4 separate regions of the Mus musculus genome follow, and all the other regions are linked to region 1. The links are chromatin contacts, called in public Hi-C and HiChIP or PLAC-seq maps. All regions are on one chromosome and are shown on one strand. The core of a region is the stretch at or near the end of the contact, and the rest is flanking DNA. Distances in the headings are between cores, read along the strand shown.

Evidence for each region. A called contact is a pair of places that touch in the nucleus more often than the background predicts. HiChIP or PLAC-seq counts read pairs in DNA pulled down with a chosen protein or histone mark.
Region 2: a contact with region 1 is called in an H3K27ac HiChIP or PLAC-seq map of embryonic stem cells, with 3 times the contacts expected there. The contact joins two enhancer-like sites. A contact is called at or near these places in 3 of 39 promoter capture datasets (the C10 cell line, liver and pre-B cells) and 1 of 115 datasets of contacts at active chromatin or transcription factors (embryonic stem cells).
Region 3: a contact with region 1 is called in an HNF4G HiChIP or PLAC-seq map of pancreatic cancer cells. The contact joins two enhancer-like sites. A contact is called at or near these places in 4 of 484 Hi-C or Micro-C datasets (the C10 cell line, Th1 cells and embryonic stem cells), 2 of 115 datasets of contacts at active chromatin or transcription factors (pancreatic cancer cells and thymic regulatory T cells) and 1 of 9 other capture datasets (pancreatic islet).
Region 4: a contact with region 1 is called in a Hi-C map of the G1E-ER4 cell line, with 4 times the contacts expected there. The contact joins two enhancer-like sites. A contact is called at or near these places in 1 of 39 promoter capture datasets (pre-B cells), 1 of 484 Hi-C or Micro-C datasets (the G1E-ER4 cell line) and 1 of 115 datasets of contacts at active chromatin or transcription factors (embryonic hindbrain).

What each region holds. Positions count from the first base shown.
Region 1 is chr19:45,789,528-45,792,264 of GRCm38.p6, reverse strand. No RefSeq gene overlaps it. Among named protein-coding and RNA genes, the nearest start is that of Oga, 7.3 kb to the right of the region's middle. Within about 2 kb of position 1,479, at least 185 of the 459 cell types and tissues checked have an H3K27ac peak or open chromatin away from gene starts, as enhancers often do. A contact at or near this core is called in the G1E-ER4 cell line, Th1 cells, embryonic stem cells and 1 more, where this site is marked.
Region 2 is chr19:45,287,705-45,290,420 of GRCm38.p6, reverse strand. No RefSeq gene overlaps it. Among named protein-coding and RNA genes, the nearest start is that of Gm29595, 14 kb to the left of the region's middle. Within about 2 kb of position 1,435, at least 5 of the 459 cell types and tissues checked have an H3K27ac peak or open chromatin away from gene starts, as enhancers often do. A contact at or near this core is called in embryonic stem cells, where this site is marked.
Region 3 is chr19:46,134,906-46,137,664 of GRCm38.p6, reverse strand. It overlaps Elovl3 (elongation of very long chain fatty acids (FEN1/Elo2, SUR4/Elo3, yeast)-like 3), which reads right to left. Exons shown (of 4, transcript NM_007703.2): 4 at 1,971-2,759. Pitx3 (paired-like homeodomain transcription factor 3) reads left to right here. Exons shown (of 4, transcript NM_008852.4): 2 at 171-300; 3 at 480-682; 4 at 1,060-1,980. The coding sequence starts at 183. The coding sequence ends at 1,647. Among named protein-coding and RNA genes, the nearest start is that of Elovl3, 4.4 kb to the right of the region's middle. Within about 2 kb of position 1,459, at least 119 of the 459 cell types and tissues checked have an H3K27ac peak or open chromatin away from gene starts, as enhancers often do. A contact at or near this core is called in Th1 cells and pancreatic cancer cells, where this site is marked.
Region 4 is chr19:45,448,845-45,451,768 of GRCm38.p6, reverse strand. The region is part of intron 2 of Btrc (beta-transducin repeat containing protein); the gene reads right to left. It also overlaps the pseudogene Gm6807. Among named protein-coding and RNA genes, the nearest start is that of Btrc, 87 kb to the right of the region's middle. Within about 2 kb of position 1,283, at least 4 of the 459 cell types and tissues checked have an H3K27ac peak or open chromatin away from gene starts, as enhancers often do. A contact at or near this core is called in the G1E-ER4 cell line, where this site is marked.

The DNA.
Region 1 (2,737 bases), core at 230-2,729:
AGGCGAGGTGGCACACGCCTTTAATCCCAGCACTTGGGAGGCAGAGGCAGGCGGATTTCTGAGTTCGAGGCCAGCCTGGTCTATAAAGTGAGTTCCAGGGCAGCCAGGGCTACACAGAGAAACCCTGTCTCAAAACAAAACAAAACAAAACAACCAACCCCCCCCCCCAAAAAAAAAACCTCTCAAGGAAGTGCTTGTCTTTTCAAGTGTGGCTGCGACTTGGCACATGACCAGGACTCACGTTGGAAATCAGCCCCTACAGGGATCTCCTCTCATGACTCGAGAGGACACAGGAAAGGTGGGATGCCGTCTAAAGGCTGTATGTGCTAAGCGTGTTGTCTCCCCCCACCTTGCCATAAATGTATTTTATCCCCGTTCTGGAAAATGAAAATTTTGCCATTCCATTTCAACATGAATGTGAATTCTAAAAACTAAAGCAAATACTCACACATGATATATCATGCATATATACATTTACATATTTTCAGAATTTAGCTTCATTGACTTTTCTTATGTTCTCTCTCTCATTTTGAGAAAATGTTTCCTACCCAAGGATGGCCTTCAATACTTTTTCTTAGAATTTGTTGTTATCGTTGTTAGCATACAAAATAATAGGGTTTCCTATGATATTTTCCTTCTTTCTTGTGTGTGCCTGTTTGTGTGTGTGTGTGTGTGTGTGTGTGTGTGTGTGTGTATTTTCTGTGTGGGTTGTAGGTGCTCCTGCATGTGCCAGTGGAGGCCAGAGGGCAGTGTTTGAGTGTCTTCTTCCAGCCTGTATTTTGAGGCAGGGTCTCTCACTGAAAATTCAGCTCACCTGTTAAGTTAGACTGGCTGGCCCAAAGTTCCCAGAAATCCACCTGTCTCCACCTGACTCACCTGTCTCCACCAGCTTGGGCCTAGGATTACACCCAGCTTTGGCAAACTTTCTTAAAATCTTTTTTTTTGTTGTTTTTTTGTTTGGTTTTGTTTTTTTTGTTTGGTTTTGTTTTTTGTTTTTTTTCCCCAAGACAGGGTTTCTCTGTGTAGCCCTGGCTGTCCTGGAACTCACTGTATAGACCAGGCTGGCCTCGAACTCAGAAATCCACCTGCCTCTGCCTTGCAAGTGCAAGTTGGGCATTATTAAAGAGAGTCCACAACTAATGAGCTGTCTCAGCAGGTTAAGATGTTAGCTGTCAAGCCTAAGGACTTGAGTCCCACCCCTGGGACACCCGTTGTGGACTGGACAGAGAGACCCAGGCTTGCCTCCAGGCCCGATGACCTGTCTTCTGTCCCGTGGGCCCTTTGATCTCCACATGAACACCATGTCACCAATTCACAAGTTGTTTGCCATTAAAAAAATTGTTCCCATCAAATGCAAATGGGGGGGGGGGCTGCCATTATGTAAGTGACTATGTGATCAAAGGGACTGACTTGGGCAGGCCACCTGGGGCAAGGACCTATTTCCTGAGTGCTTGTTCACTGGGCGTGGTGAATGGTAGGAACTCTTTTGCGTGCTGACTCACCCAAAGGAGGAAGTCAGGCCCTCTCCCTCCCTATACACTGACGAGGTCAATGGAGAGGTTTGTTTCAAAGAAGTAAAGGCTCCTGGTAGGACTAAATACTCAGGACTTTGGAGGCCCAGGCGTCAGTCCCAAGTATCACAGAAAATACCTAACTTCCCCAGTGGTCATGTTGTCTGTTTCCTGAGTATCTCATCAGAGAACCCTGTTCCTTTGGTTCTTTGGTTTCAAATTAAAGATATGATCGAAATTGTGGGTTTTGATCCGCAGGGAGTGAGCAGGGGGTGGGGCTAATGTTTGTTTCCATCTCACTGGTTTGGTTTTGAGAGGTTGCTGGGTGTGAAAGCCAGGGCCTGGTATATACTGTTCACTGAGCTGTTACCCCCCCTCCCAACCCCCACACCCCACTCCCTGAAGTTCATCCTCAGATCCTAAGTCAAGAACCTAGGATGGGGTATACCCTCCAGATGTTTTTCCTTTTTTTTTTTTTTTTTTTTTTTTGGTTTTTCGAGACAGGGTTTCTCGGTATAGCTCTGGATGTCCTGGAGCTCACTTTGTAGACCAGGCTGGCCTCGAACTCAGAAAATCACCTGCCTCTGCCTCCCGAGTGCTGGGATTAAAGGCGTGCGCCACCATGCCCGGCTTCCTTTTTTTTTTTTTTTTTTTAATTTATTTTATGTATATGAGTACAATGTTGCTCTCTTCAGACATATCAGATCAAGACATGGAATTCCATTAGAGATGGTTGTAAACCCCATATGGTTGCTGGGAATTGAACTCAGGACCTCTTGGAAGAGAAGCCAGTGCTCTTAACCACTGAGCCATCTCTCCAGCCTTATTGATTTTTTTTTTTTTTTTTTTTTTTTGGTTTTTTTGAGACAGGGTTTCTCTGTATAGCCCTGGCTGTCCTGGAACTCACTTTGTAGACCAGGCTGGCCTCGAACTCAGAAATCCACCTGCCTCTGCCTCCCAAGTGCTGGGATTAAAGGCATGGGCCGCCACCACCACCCGGTTTATTTCCTTTTTTTGATGTTGTTGCTGTTGGTGGTGGCGGCTTCTGGAATTGTTATGGGGGGGCGGGGAAGGGCTAGGGTTTCAGTCTGTGAGTTCTAAGTCTCACTGTTAAATGAGCCATAGAGACAGACTCTGAAGGAAGTTCAGGACTGTTTCATTACTTTATTAGCATCTGGGAGAACAACAGGGCAGGCAAGGTGTAAATCTTAGCAGCGTGGAGCAGA
Region 2 (2,716 bases), core at 186-2,685, 500 kb after region 1:
CAGAGGTGACTGGGTGATTGCAAAGAAACAATGTCTTCCAGTACAACAGGATGGATGCACTCACATAGACTGTGGTAGCAGCCAAGAGGCTTATTCAGGTTCAGGCCGGACAGGGTCCCAGCACTGAGAGGAGGAAGTGGACTGGGGCGCCTACTCCTAAGCAAGAAGCTATCTGCAGCTGATAACTGCTGGTTATGGAAAAATCAGCTTTTTAAATTTTATTTTATTTTTTAAAGAACTATTTATGGGCTGGAGAGATGGCTTTGTGGTTCAGAGCATTTATTTAATGTATTTAATGCACACTGTAGCTGTCTTCAGACACACCAGAAGAAGGCATCAGACCCCATTACAGATGGTTGTGAGTCATCATGTGGTTTCTGGGATTTAAACTCAGGACCTCTGGAAGAGCAGTCAGTGCTCTTAATTGCTGAGCCATCGCTCCAGCCCTCCCCCTTTTTAAATGGAGTCTCATTGGGAATATTAACCATATTCCTGGTGCCAGGAGTAGTTGACAAACACAAAATGAACCCAATGGTATTTTTGTAAACTTTTTGTCTTTTTTATTTATTTGAGCCCCCCACCCCTCCCCAGGTTTTTTAGGAACATACTTTTTGCACGTGCTTTTGTTGTTCTTATTTGTTTGTTTGTTTGTTTGTTTTTTGATTTTTCGAGACAGGGTTTCTCTGTATAGCCCTGGCTATCCTGGAACTGACTCTGTAGATCAGGCTGGCCTCGAACTCAGAAATCCACCTGCCTCTGCCTCCCGAGTGCTGGGATTAAAGGCGTGTGCCACCACTGCCTGGCTTATTTGTTGTTGTTGTTTTTTTTAAAGATAGAGAGAATCAAAAAAACATAAGGGTGGGCTGGGAAAGAGGTGGGGGCTGGGATCTGGGAGGATCTGGGCAAGGGGAAAACATGATCCTAATCTACTGTGTGAAAAGTGTTTAAGTTAAAAAAAATTCTATTTCTCTTCCGGCCTAACTTAGAAGGTGTGACTTTTCTCCATCTCTTCTCCTGGAGGCAGCTGACTTGTTTCCCCTTAAATTCTAACAACATTGTCCTTGAATCCACTTCTAAGTTGTTTCATTATTGAGACTGGGGACCCTAAGTTTCACAGTAACAAAATGAGAGAGAGACAGAGAGACAGAGAGACAGAGAGAGACAGAGACAGAGAGACAGAGAGAGACAGAGAGAGACAGAGAGAGACAGAGAGAGAAACAGAGGAACAGAGAGAAGCAGAGAGACACACAGACAGACAAAGACAGACAGATACACAGACAGACAGACAGACAGAGACTTTAAGGGAGGAGAAGGGAGGACATTGAACAAAATGGAAGGAGGAACATGGGTTGAGGCAAAAGAAGGGACAAGGAAGGAGCAAGAGGATCAGTGAGAAAGACCAAAAGGAAAAGTGTAGAAATCCTCTGTGAAACTCTCTTTTGTAAATCAGAAATATGTAGATGAGCTGGGCAGTGGTGGTAGCCCACCCCTTTCATCCTAGCACTCCTGATCTCTGTGAGTTCAAGGCCAGGCTGATCTACTGAGTGAGTTCCTGGACAACCAATGCTACACAAAGAAACCCTGCTTTCAATCTGGGCGTGGTGGCACAAGTGGTGGCAGAGGCAGGCGGATTTCTGAGTTCTAGGCCAGCCTGGTCTACAGAGTGAGTTCCAGAACAGCCAGGGCTATACAGAGAAACCCTGTCTCAAAAAAACAAAGACAAAACAAAAATGAAAAACAAACAAAAAACCAAAACAACAACAACAACAACAATAATGAGAAAGATATAGATTAAGTAAATAAAAGTACACACTTTGATAAGACAAAAATCCTATGAAGTTGAAAATTCTAATTTGCTATCAGTCAGGAGGCCAAAGAGGGAAGACTGTAAGCTTCAGGCCAGCCTGGGCTGCATAGTTAGATCCTGTACCAAACAAACAAAACATGTCCCACACTATCTTAATTTATGTTTGGTGTGGCACTGGCTGCTCCTCATTCTTTTTTTTTTTTTTTTAAAGATTTATTTATTATTATATATAAGTACACTGTAGCTATCTTCAGACACACCAGAAGAGGGAGTCAGGTCTTGTTACGGATGGTTGTGAGCCACCATGTGGTTGCTGGGATTTGAACTCTGGACCTTCGGAAGAGCAGTCGGGTGCTCTTACCTGCTGAGCCATCTCACCAGCCCCTCATTCTTTTACTTAACCATATTTTCTACATCTTACAGATGAGGGAACTAGGGTCTGAGTTGATTAAGGGTAGTATTTCTTTTCCTTTCTCTCTCTCTCTCTCCCTCTCTCTCTCTCTCTCTCTCTCTCTCTCTCTCTCTCTCTTTCTCCCCTTTCTCCTTCCCTCCCTCCTTCTCAAAGAACAGTTCTGATCTAGGATGGGTTTCCATTGCCACTGGGAGCCCCTCTGTGGGTCTGTGCTGATGTCTGTGCTCCCTCCTTAGTGTTGAGTGTCCCAAGCACAACCTCTTCACAGGCATCCACTCATCAAACTCAGCCATCCTTAGTAAGCTGGTCCTCTGGCTCCACAGAGCAACTTGGGAGGAATAAGCAAGGCTTTTGCTCCATACTATGTGGCAGGAGAGAGGCAACACAACCTATTTGAGCACATTTGGGCACAGGGACAGCTGTGTGTTTACACATTGGTTCTGTTACCTGTCATCCGTGTCACCTTATTCAAACCATTAGCCACTCAGAGCCTCATG
Region 3 (2,759 bases), core at 210-2,709, 350 kb before region 1:
GTGTCTCACCGTGTGTTCTTGGTTGACCAGGTACACACTGTAGAGTGAAGATCTTCCTGTTTCTGCCTCTTGAGTACTAGGGTCACAGGCACGCACCACATCAGGGTATCCCTAAGCCCCTGATCTTTACTTCTATTAACCTGACATATGTCTTCTCTTTCCTCTACTAGAGACCTCCCTCCATGGAGTTTGGGCTGCTTGGTGAGGCAGAGGCGCGAAGCCCTGCGCTGTCGTTATCGGACGCAGGCACTCCACACCCTCCGCTTCCAGAACATGGCTGCAAGGGGCAGGAGCACAGTGGTGAGCGCGCCCCCTTCTGGGGGTGGAGGAGAAAACAGTTTAGCCTTGATGCGGGGTGGGAGCGAGAGTGATAACCTGAGCGGGAGCCAGCCAGGGGCTGAGGAATTCCTTGAGGCCCCTGAACCAGAGACTCCGCACAGGCCCTAGCGCCCTATGACCTGCCACATTCTGGCCCTCAGACTCGGAGAAGGCCTCGGCCTCACTGCCGGGGGGCTCCCCCGAGGACGGCTCTCTGAAGAAGAAGCAGCGGCGGCAGCGCACGCACTTCACCAGCCAGCAGCTGCAGGAGCTGGAGGCCACCTTCCAGAGGAATCGCTACCCTGACATGAGCACCCGCGAAGAGATCGCGGTGTGGACCAACCTCACTGAGGCCCGCGTGCGGGTATGGCCCCACCTGCGCGCACCTCGCTCTCGTGCCCCCCACCCCCCATCCCAAGTAGCTGGTGACTCTGCGGGGCCGGTGCCACGTCGGGCCCAGTTCCCCACCCTCCTGCTGCCTTGCCTGCCACCCCCATCACTCGATTCCTCGGCTGGGACCAAGGCTCTACCTTCCCCTCATCTCTCTTTGATCCCGAGCTGTTCCCCCAAACCCTGCGGCCCCTGGCTTCACTTCTCTGGCCCCCAGGCTCGGTGCGCTCCTCCCTTCCAGCCTGCATCCACCATGCACCTCTGATCTTCCCCGCCCGGGCTCGATCCTACTGTGGGTGGCCCAGTCCCCAGCCACTCCACCTCCTGACAGCCTTTCTCGGATACCCGCAGGTGTGGTTCAAGAACCGGCGCGCCAAGTGGCGGAAGCGGGAGCGCAGCCAGCAGGCGGAGCTGTGCAAAGGTGGCTTCGCAGCCCCGCTCGGGGGCCTGGTGCCACCCTACGAGGAGGTGTACCCGGGCTACTCGTACGGCAACTGGCCGCCCAAGGCTCTCGCCCCGCCGCTCGCCGCCAAGACCTTCCCGTTCGCCTTCAACTCGGTCAACGTGGGGCCTCTGGCTTCACAGCCTGTATTCTCACCGCCCAGCTCCATCGCCGCTTCTATGGTGCCCTCGGCCGCCGCTGCCCCGGGCACCGTACCAGGTCCCGGAGCCTTGCAGGGCCTGGGCGGGGCACCCCCCGGGCTGGCTCCAGCCGCCGTGTCCTCCGGGGCAGTGTCCTGCCCTTACGCCTCGGCCGCCGCAGCCGCCGCTGCAGCCGCCTCCTCCCCCTATGTATACCGGGACCCGTGTAACTCGAGCCTGGCTAGCCTGCGGCTCAAAGCCAAGCAGCACGCCTCTTTCAGCTATCCCGCCGTGCCCGGGCCGCCGCCGGCCGCTAACCTTAGCCCCTGCCAGTACGCCGTGGAACGGCCGGTGTGAGCCGCAGGTCTGTGGATCCATCCCCGAGGGCGGGGCAGTAATTCACAGCCTCTCCGGACAGGGGTCGCCTAGACTGGCTTGCCCTCGTCCCAGGGTCTGAAAGGGGTGCCAGAGCACCCGGGAAGAGGCCGCGGGCTTCGAAGAGGGCCTTTTCCCTCGCAGCCCCCGAGCGGTGGTCTGACCCCTATGCGGAGACCGCGCCCCTAGGACTAAGGCCAGGAACAGGGACCAGCTCCCCCAGGGCCAATTCACCCTTGGCTCACCCCGCCTTCTCCAGACTCCCCCTATCCCATTTTCAAAGATCAATGAAATAAACGTGCGCGGACTGTCAAAGGCCTGATGATTCAGACTTGCGGTTGAGCCCTCCTTCCCTTCATCCTTCCCATTGTCCAAAAGGACAGCTGGATGTACAGGAACCGAGTGAGCGTCCAGGCTTCTAAGGTTGCCGTCTCACTCCTTTCCTCCAGGATAGGGAAGCAGGGTCTCCTGGAGTAAAAGGAGTATGAAGCTTGGTGTGACCAGCTAGCTGACAGGGATCGTTCTCTGCTGGTGCTGCGACGCCACCTGGTGGTCTCTGGGAGGACAGCCGGTAGGTCTGGTCACCCGTGCTTCCACGCAGCGATCTCTTCTGCAGTTTAGCCTATGATTTTAGGACTTGTTTCTCACTGTTCCTTTCAGAGGCTTGGGTCTCTAACAGCAATAAACTTCTAGTCTGTAAAAGACATTTATTAAGCGCCTACCAGGCCTAGAATTCTTATTGAGTGTTTGTGTGTGCCTCTGTCCTTCCACACACCCTCAGGCTCCCCCCCTGCAGATCACTCACTCCCCAGAGTCAGCCTCCTCCTACCACAGAGTCAGTCCACTCTCCCCTCCCCTCCAAGTCCACAAATCCTCAAGATCATGTTGACCTCTTTTAAAAATAGAGCAAGAAGAGAAAGATTTCTAAATATAAATATAAATAACTCCATTTTAAGGACCTCAGTCCTATCTCCTTCCTAGGGCTTGGTTTTCCTTCACATTAAAGACAGAAACATCAAAGTACCAAACCACACACCCCCTATCCCCAAGGGTGACATTTCTTGGTTGTCATAGCTTCCTGCAACTTTGAGGGT
Region 4 (2,924 bases), core at 34-2,533, 340 kb after region 1:
AAGTAAGATGTTGTCAAAGATACAGACACTGACTGCCTGATAACCTGAGTCCATCCTTAGGGCCCACACTGTGGAGGGTGAGAACTGACTCTCCCAGGTTGTCATATCACACATACACATACACACACACACACACACACACACACACAGAGGGGTGGGATTAAAAAACAAAATTTAAAAAATTCTATATAGCTTTTTACCTTTTATATTAACACCAAAAGTATTTTTTCCACCTTAGGTAAATTGCTTACAATTAAAACGAGATGCAGTTTTTGCTTAAGTTTAATTTTTTTGGGTGTGTTTTTTTTTTTTTTTTGAAACAGGGTCTCAGATATAGCCCAGGCTGAGACATAATATTGATAACAGAGAGGATGGTGGCATAAGAAGATAAAGTATTAATAATTCTTAAAAGTGAGATACTGTTTAGGCAGACCGCAAATGCCTTTTTTTTTTTTTTTGAAAATATCTTCAGAAGTAACTGGCAATAAAAATGTCACGGGGGGGGGGGGGGGGGGTGTGTCATTGCTTATAGACCGGAAGCCGCTGCCTTAGTTCTCTTTCCCGTCTTGCAAGATGGCGGGTGAAAAAGCGCCTGATACAAAGGAGAAGAAACCTGCGGCCAAGAAGGCTGGCAGTGATGCTGCTGCCTCCCGGCCCCGGGCCGCCAAAGTAGCCAAAAAGGTTCACCCTAAGGGTAAAAAGCCCAAGAAGGCGAAGCCCCATTGTAGCCGAAACCCTGTCCTGGTGAGAGGAATTGGCAGGTACTCCCGTTCTGCTATGTACTCCAGGAAGGCCCTGTACAAAAGGAAATACTCGGCTGCCAAGACCAAGGTTGAGAAGAAGAAGAAAAAAGAGAAGGTCCTTGCTACTGTCACCAAAACAGTTGGTGGGGACAAGAACGGTGGCACCCGGGTGGTGAAGCTTCGAAAAATGCCTAGGTATTATCCCACCGAAGACGTGCCTCGGAAGCTGCTGAGCCATGGCAAGAAGCCCTTCAGCCAGCACGTGAGAAGGCTCCGCTCCAGCATCACTCCCCGGACTCTCCTGATCATCCTCGCTGGGCGCCACAGGGGCAAGAGAGTGGTTTTCCTGAAGCAGCTGGACAGTGGCTTGCTGCTTGTGACTGGGCCTCTTGTCATCAACAGAGTTCCTCTGCGCAGAACACACCAGAAGTTTGTCATTGCCACCTCTACAAAAGTTGGTATCAGCGATGTTAAAATCCCCAAACACCTGACTGATGCTTACTTCAAGAAGCAGCTGCGCAAGCCCAGGCATCAGGAGGGCGAGATCTTCGACACGGAGAAGGACAAATACGAGATTACAGAGCAGCGAAAGGCTGACCAGAAAGCTGTGGATTTGCAGATTTTGCCAAAGATTAAAGCTGTTCCTCAGCTCCAGGGCTACCTGCGCTCTCAGTTTTCCCTGACAAACGGGATGTATCCTCACAAACTGGTCTTCTAAATTGTTAACCTCATTAAACAGCTTCATAGGTTAAAAAAAAAAATGTAACGGGGGGGAGGGGGGGAGAGGTTCTGAGATGGCATGGTGGCATGTGCCTTTAATCCCAGTACTTAAGAAGCTAAAGCAGGTGGACTCCTCTTGCAAGTTCAAGACCAGCTTGGAATACACAATAAGACCTGTCTCACAAAGGAGTCAGATGATAAACTGTCTCAAAATCAGCACATCCAAATTTAGCGTACTAAATCTTTAACCCCTCCGCAGCATTTCTAATCAGATCCTCACTGTCTCACTTGTCTATGAGTTCACGGCTAGCTTGTCTACATAGCAAGTTCCAGCACAGCCAGCAGTACACAGAAGAGTTGGAAACTTTTATGGTCCTACTTCCCTGTCCCCAGCTCAATACATTAAAACCCTAGTAACCTGGCCAATTTAACTTCCACAAAGCACACACCGTTTACCATTCGTCAATTTTCTACTTCTTTCCTTTCATTCTTTTCCCTTCCCATTCTACTCTTCCTCCCCCTCTGTTCCCCTCCTTCCTCTCAGACTCTCAGACAGAGTCTCACTGTTTAACTGAGGCCAGCCTCTACCTGTGACAATACTCCTGCCTCATCCTGAATGCTAGGGTCCCAGGTATGTGCCATCACACTTGGCTCTTTCTCTTTGGCCACAGTTTTGTTCTAGGGCCTGGATGACCCTGCACTCGGTGTGTAGACAACAAGTGCTAGAGTTATAAATACGCCGTCACAGCTTTGCTAACTGAATCGCCCCCGCCTATGATAGGAGCCTGCTTTCCTATCCCTTCGTCTACTAAAGTCTCAATTCTCAATTCCAAGCTTGGTGAGAAGGCGCAGTGAAAGATATTTGTCACCAAGGTGACCAGAGTTCAATTCCTGGGACCTTTGCAGTGTAGGAAGAGAGCCAACCCCTGCAAGCTATCTTATGAGTGCTCCAGCATTTATACATTTAACTTCCTGCCTCTCCACACACACACACACACACACACACACACACACACACACACAGATGGGGGTGGGGAGGGAGGGATTAAATGTAAATTTTAAAAAATCTTGACTCAAGTGACAATTAAAATACCATCATAGCTTTCTCCACAGCTCAACACGTTACAGAAAATAGGGTCAATAGATGCTCAATAAATAAATAAGACCCAGTTGGGTATGGGGTGCACACCTTTAATCTCAGCATTCAGGAAGCAGAGAGAGAAATATCGATGTGAGATGTAAGTTCAAGGCCAGTATGAAAAGACATCACTTAGAAGTAAAATCACAAGTTTCAAAACTAGAAGTAATGTTTTCTGACTTGTGCTTCAGGGTTTTTTTTTTTTTTTTAATACTTACATATTTAATGTATTTGTGTATTTTGTCTGTATGTTTGGGCGTTATGCCCATGGAGGCCAAAAGAGGCTGTTGGATCTCATGGGACTGAAGTAACTTACAGAAGGT